2 separate regions of the Macaca mulatta genome follow, and region 1 is linked to region 2. Evidence: chromatin contacts called from public Hi-C data. All regions are on one chromosome and are shown on one strand. The core of a region is the stretch at or near the end of the contact, and the rest is flanking DNA. Distances in the headings are between cores, read along the strand shown. Region 1 has its middle 160 kb from the start of TNR. Region 2 holds the start of TNR (tenascin R).

Region 1 (3,366 bases), core at 827-3,326, 150 kb before region 2:
TGTGATCTTAATACTCTATGCCTTGGGTCCCTTATCTCTGAAGTGAAGATGGTAATAGCGTTGGCCTTATGGGGTTATTGTGAGCATTAAATGAATGAATGTGGGTAAAGCAGGTCAGCGCCTGACCCATCTGAAGATCTGGAAAGTACCAGGTGTTAGCTGTGATTGTGCTCTGTGCACAAGCCCTCTGTGGCTTGGAGCATTTGTTATCCTCTCTGAGCCACAGCCACTGCTGTACATGTGTAAACACTCTCTACAGAATTTGGAAAATGCAGCCTGGGTGGCTTCCTGGGAAACATAGATTAGGAATGGATGCCCCAGGGAGGTAAGGTTGACAGATGTAGGAAAGAAAACTACAGGGAGCCCAGCTACATTTTAATTTCAGATAAATAGCAGATACTTTCTTTGGCATAGATATTTCCCATTCAATACAGTGTTTGGGACATAAACTTGAAAAATTAATAACTGAAATTCAAATTTAACCAGGTGTCCTATATTTACTCTGGTAACCCTGCTGGGAGGGTTTCTTCAAGGCATTGCCCTCTGACCTGGTAAAGTCAGCCTACCAAAGTGAAGGGGCAGGACAGAAGCCAGGGATTAAAACCACTGGCCCATCCTGGAGCCTCCAAGTCATGCCTTCTGTGACTTCAGACTTTGCCAGGGCTCTTCACGGTGTCTGTGCAGCATTGCATGACCCCAACAGGCACTGAGAAGAAACCGTGTTGACTTGACTGATTGAATGAATGAAGGAAGGAATGAACGAGGTTATAGTGGATCTGAAGCCTGCGGAGTGTGATTGGAGGGACATCAAGAGGCTCCGTTCCTCAACATTTGTTAGCCAGCTTCCCCGAGGTCTGCAGACTTCATGAGAGAGCTATTCCTCAGAGCTAAGGAATTTGTCCACTTGAGCCTCCTTTAAAGTGGAGTAGGCCTGGGAGGGGCCGTGCTCAGTGCCAGCAGCCCTTCCCACATTGGCAGGCTCTGTGAGTTACACAGGGTGTGTGTAGGTGGGGATACTCACGGTTCTGTGGTCAGGATGCCTGGATTTGAATCCCAGCTCCATTCACTGAAATAGGCATTGATTCTCCCTATATTTTCCCCATCTCCCATTTCAGTCTGGCCAGCCTTGGAAGTCGCTCAAAGGCAGCTGTTCTCCATGCCTTGGTGCAGGACTACACACATTGAAGAGCTTATGCCAAATGCCATTGAGAGTAATGAGACAGAGAGAGAGAGAGAGAGAGAGAGTGATGTTTCCCCAGAATGGGTTGGGACAGAGTGAGGATCTGGGAACTATCTGGTGAAAGCAAATGGGGGAGAAGCCAGAGCTTAGAGGAGACTTCTGGCTACTTTCTGAAAGTTCCAAGCCCTAGGAGTTGTGTGGGCCTGGAAGAACATCGTGGGCATGATAATAGGTGTCTCAATACTAGACAGTATAGACAGATCAACAACAACGGTAATTGAGTGCTTCGTGCCTGGCACTGTGGTAAACGCCTTACAGGAATTCATTCATCCTTAGAGTAGCCGCTTCTGTTTCACTGTGAGAAGCCGAGGGGCGGTGAGTTTAACTTCGGAACCACCAGGAGGTCTTCTTTGAAGCCTCGGCTTGCATTAGATCTCGGGTGAGAGATTTTATGGTGACTGAGGGCAAATTTATCTCAAGCTAGAGGGGATGAAGACTCATACTTGTATTTGAGTCAATTTAAAGGAAAAAAAGAAAAGAAATGTGATATTTGGTTTGTCACCTGAAATCTGGACTCCCTGTACACCTTCATTATGGAGATTTGTTCATTGGACTTCACTGTGCTCCAGCCTGACCCGCTCAGGCCCCTGTGAGGCAGGAGGATGCGCAGGCATCAGACTGCTCCTCAGGGAGTAGCTGGGAGGGGTTCTGCTCGATTTACTTCTCGGCAGCCATCAGAGCCTCCCTGGGGGAGGAGGGGGCTGGGAGAGAGTGGCAGGGGCTTCATGTGAGAGCGCTAAGTCTGAGCCCTGTGCCCCAAGCTGCCCCATGCCTGCACAGCCTCCCCGCTCCCCACAAAGGCTCTGAGTCTAGCATAGTATCTCCAAAGGCCACTAGGGGCAGTGTCAGCCTGCACTTCCCAGGGCTAGCCCAATCGTCGGCCTCCGGAGAATCCCCAGGAGGTTCCCTAACGGCAGCTTCTGGTACCAGCGCGGGAGGTTCAGTGGGTCTGGGACAGAGCCCTGGGAATCTGTATTTTCACAGGCACCTCCAGTCGATTGTGATGGGCAGTCGGGTTTGGGAAGCACTGATCCAAACGTACCTTCTACCCACTTCCGGCGTCCTCGCTCGCCTCCTCAGGTCCAGCCTCTGACCACAGCTCACCCAGCCGCAGTTGGAACACTCCTTGCTGTGGGTTGTTCAGAATGCCTGATAGTTCTTTCTTCCACTGAGCCAAAGGCTCGCCTCCCGCTGCTGTCCTCTGACCCACATCCTCCCGTAGTGCAGTGCTGTGCCTGCCTTCCCCTGCCTTCCCCTGCCAGGCCCAGCGTGGGTCACCTCTCCCCACCTGCTGCCCTCGGTGCGGCTTTCCTCCTGGCGGCACAAGGCTCCTGGACGACCCACCCGGTGCTTTTTCGCCGGACGTGTCTGTTGACGCCTCTGTAAATACACAGCCACGCTGGAGCCTTACCCTCCAAGACATCTGATGGGGAGAAGAGGCACAGAGCCCCCTTTCTCCCTGAGAAGCTGCTGCCTTTCGGGGAGGACCTATGTAGGTGTAAGAGCCGATCATACTACAGGGAAAGTTAAGCGCAGAATAGTCCTCTCCTCACTCTCACACTAGCCCAATTCCACAAGTGTTCTTACTTAAAAAAAAAAAAAAATCGACCTGGCATGGTGGCGCATGCCTGTAAACCCAGCACTTACGGAGGCCAAGGTGGGCAGATCACCTGAGACCAGGAATTGGAGACCAGCCTGGCTAACACAGGGAGTCTCATCTTTATTGTACTAAAAACACAAAAATTAGCTGGGTGCGGTGGTGTGCGCCTGTAATCCCAGCTACTTGGGAGGCTGAGCCACGAGAATCACTTGAACCCAGGAGACAGAGGTTGTAGTGAGCCAAGATGGTACCCACGCACTCCAGCCTGGGAGATAGAGTGAGACTCTGTCTCAAAAAAATTTACCTTGACATATTTATTCAGTTGCTACTGGAGTATGTATACTGTTACATATTCTGCCATTTTCATAAAATACCATTTCGCCACATCTCTGCATAGTCTTCCTGATTCCATCATAATGGCTGCAGAGTACCACATCCTGTGGCCTTGGTTCAAGTCTGTGTCTTCCACCAGCATGCTGCAGTCACCCTGACATGCCATTGTTCCTCTCCATGAGCTGTTCCCATC
Region 2 (3,437 bases), core at 683-3,182:
TTGTTTCTTGCTCTTTCTTTCCCTCTTTGAGGAACTGTTACCTCTGTTGAGGACAGGGACCATGATTTGTTAATTGTCACATACCATCTTTGTCCTACTTCATCCACTTTTGATCCAACCAAAAAAAAAAAGTCAGAAAAAGTAAGCCACCTCAGCTAAGGAATTCATAATTCTGAAATTCTGAAGAAAATGTCAATTTCTCACTAAGGGCTTATTACCTGAATGCATTGCAACATTTCAGCTCTTCAAAACGCTGGCTCCATTCTTGCACTGTGTTAGGCACTGGGCAATAATTTGCTTTTGGTACAGAAATTGAGTGATGTGTCTTCTGAACTGATGTTAAAACCCAATAGTTTCCAATTTCATAAGATTTAAAGCCAGTTTTGTACGTGTGAAATTACCCAAATCACCAAAAGAATTAATTTTCTTAGGAGATTCTCATCAGTAATAGCAATTTCCACAGTTTGTTTGGCACCCCTAGTGGTAAATATTTTATTTTAAAAACTCAGCCACATATAAATTTATTATAACAATTTAGGCACTTTGTCATAAATAAAAGCAATGATAACTATGGTGCTATGTTCTATTTACTTCAAATGCCACTTCTGAAGTGTATATTTATAGTACATGGTAATTCAAAGAGGAAGCTCCAGGGTCAGATGGATCAGGTTCCATTCCCATCCCTGACATTCACTAGCTGTGTGATCTTGGGAAAGTTATTTCATTCCTCTGTGACTCAGTTTCTTAGTCTATAGAATAGCAATAATAGCCTCTGCATTATAGAGTTATTGTATGGCTTAAATGAGCTAATACATGTAAGGGCTTATAACAGTGCCTAGCACCTGTTATAAACACTCTATTGTTATTTGCCAGGGGTGAATCAAATATAAGAAGAGTGTTTGGATATGATTACCTTTAAACTCCCTGCCGATCCTGAGGTTCTATGTCTCTATATCATTCCAATCCCTCAGCATTCCATTCAGTAGGGAGGGGGCAGCATTATCCACATTTTACAAACAGTAAAATTGAGCCATAGAGAAGCAAAATGTCCAGTAAGCAAGTGGAAGACTGAAACTAGGACTCAGGTTTTTAGATGTAAGTATTAGGACTCTTTCCGGGAGGCTGTGTGCCTGTACATTTAAAAGCGAATGTTAGATATCCCTTATGAGCCTGTGAGCAGTGACCCCTTGATGTTCCTTCTCTGCCAAGGTTCTCCATAAATGTGCATCAAGGTCACTTCTGTCTCTACCTCTGAGATGATCTCAGGCCATATCTTTTCGGATAGTTTTCTTGCTAGCTTTAAAAAAAGCTATATTGTAGAATTGGATGAAGGGCCAGCTGCCTGTATTCTCTGCCTCTTTAGGCATTCCCATGCCTAGGTCGTGCTACGTATATACATACTTCACTTGGCTGCAGACCCTGACTTTTTGGAGGGTTTCTTCTGCTGAGCGAGGACCTCAAACCACTTGAGAACTCCACAACTGACCTTATTCCAAAACATTCTATCCCAACCACTCGCCCATCCCATTCCACCCTGGATTTCTCCTACAATCATGGGCAAAGGATCTGCAAAAGCTTCCATCCTTCCCCTTTCTCTTCCTCTCTGGGTTGGTCAGAGGGAATCCTCTGTCTTCTTCAGGACCCTGGCTATGCAGAGGCAGCCCCAAGAGTTGGGTGCGGGGAGTATTCCTGAGCCTGAATCTGGACTGTTTAAGAGGATTTAGGATGCTTTTCTTTTCTGTCCACTAGGGGGCTGCTTGTAGGGGGATGGAAAAAACGGAGGCTTAAAAAAAATCATGCTGCTGAAATTTCAGCAAGAGGGGAAAAGAGAGAGCGCGTGAGAGAGAGAGAGAGAGAGAGAGAGAGAGAGAGAGAGAGAGAGAGAGACAGCAAAGCAGTCCCAGGCTTCCTCCTCTCTTTCACGTCAGAGGCAGGAACCGACTGTGCTAAGGCTGTTGGCTCAACACGCAGAGGAGACAGGGGCAGACCCAGGGAGAGTGAGAGAAGGGGGTCCTCTCTGACCCAAGGAATTACCACTAGTGGAGTGAAGCCACCTGACTTTTTGATCTTATTTTGGTTACCTCCTCATTCTCCTTCCACCCGTAGCCCTGACAGCTTGGGTTTCATTTCTTTCGTGAAGCCTTGTCTCTTCCTCCTAGAAAAGGAGGAACGGAAGAGAAGGGAAAGAGGTGGGCTCTCTAGGTGAGCGCATCAGCTGGCTTCAACCTGAGCAGACAAGAATTTTCTTCCCAGGAAGCTCCTCTCGCTCCCCGGCCGCCCACCCCCAGCCTGGGTAAGTCCGGAGCACTCGCTCCTTTGATTTTCTCGCTAACGTGATTTCAGCACCAAGGAGAGCTATGAGATGCATTTTGGTTCCTGGGTGTCTGTGTGTTCCTGCAAGGCATTTGGCACTAAGGTTACATCTATTTCTCTGCTGCCAGTAGAGTCGGGTACTGCGTAGGGAAAAGAAAGGCGCAAAACTATGCTTACCGAATTAAAGGGGGATGTGGGCTCTGGCCTTGCGGGTGTGTGTTTGTGTGTGTGTGTATGTGTGTGTGTACTGTTGCATAAGACAGGTGAGGTCTGAGCTAAATTGTCGGTGGTTTCTGCGTGTCTCCATGTAGGGCTGTTCTTTTTGTCTGTAGATAAGCGAGAGGGTTTGGGGAATTAGTCGTGCACCTTCTTTAACTCTCTCCCGACAAGCCATCCATGGTGGGAAAGAGTTGCAAAGGAAGCCTGGGGGGTTGGGAGTGGAGGTAGAGCTAAAAGTTATGCACCTCTGAAAGAGCTTTAAAGAGGTGGTTTGTAAAATGTCAGTTTCCTAGGATTCTCTGGGCTCTTGCTGTGTAGAGAGAGCAACCTGACCTTTTACTTTCTCTCCTGGTGTGAACCCATGGCAAGTGGGCAGGTGCAACAGGTGAAGCTCAGGCTGGGGCGGCTTTGGGGGGCTGAGGTCCCTTCTGACTTTATGGTTGTAGGAAAGTGCTAGTGTCTTGAGCTTTGCAGAGATTGGCTGATGTGGGTTATATTATATTTGCAAGGAGGCAGGAGGTACCCTCCACTTTTCTGTCATCCTTGGCTATGGGTGGTTGGAAAGAGGACAAAATCTGTTCTGCCCTGTTTTCTGGGGCATCTGGTAGTGAAAAACAACTAAGAAGAAAGGTTTGTCTCTATATGTCTAGGGCAAGCAGAAACAAACTTAGACTTGTCCCAGACTCAGGAGGGCTTCAAGAGGTACTCTGTTCTCCTTCAGCACTGAGAGGCTCTGCAAACAGTAGCTCATTATTACTTCATTCTTCACTGCTACTACTTTTTTGCAAGGTATTACTCTATCTCTCCTGCTTTCTGCCTCTCTGAAGTATGTTCAGTCAATTTCCTGCATCTGCTTTGGTATTGTCTTGGAGACAGTATATGCCTGCCCCTGCCCCATTCAGTCC

Evidence for each region. Hi-C and Micro-C count contacts between places; a contact is called where the count stands out from the background.
Region 1: a contact with region 2 is called in a Hi-C map of fetal cortex germinal zone, with 2.3 times the contacts expected there. The contact joins the enhancer-like site here to the promoter of TNR in region 2. A contact is called at or near these places in 2 of 14 Hi-C or Micro-C datasets (fetal cortex germinal zone and fetal cortical plate).

The regions. Positions count from the first base shown.
Region 1 is chr1:33,349,066-33,352,431 of T2T-MMU8v2.0, reverse strand. No RefSeq gene overlaps it. Among named protein-coding and RNA genes, the nearest start is that of TNR, 160 kb to the right of the region's middle. Within about 2 kb of position 2,076, at least 18 of the 40 cell types and tissues checked have an H3K27ac peak or open chromatin away from gene starts, as enhancers often do. A contact at or near this core is called in fetal cortex germinal zone and fetal cortical plate, where this site is marked.
Region 2 is chr1:33,194,048-33,197,484 of T2T-MMU8v2.0, reverse strand. TNR (tenascin R) reads left to right here and starts at 1,932. Exons shown (of 23, transcript NM_001261001.1): 1 at 1,932-2,293.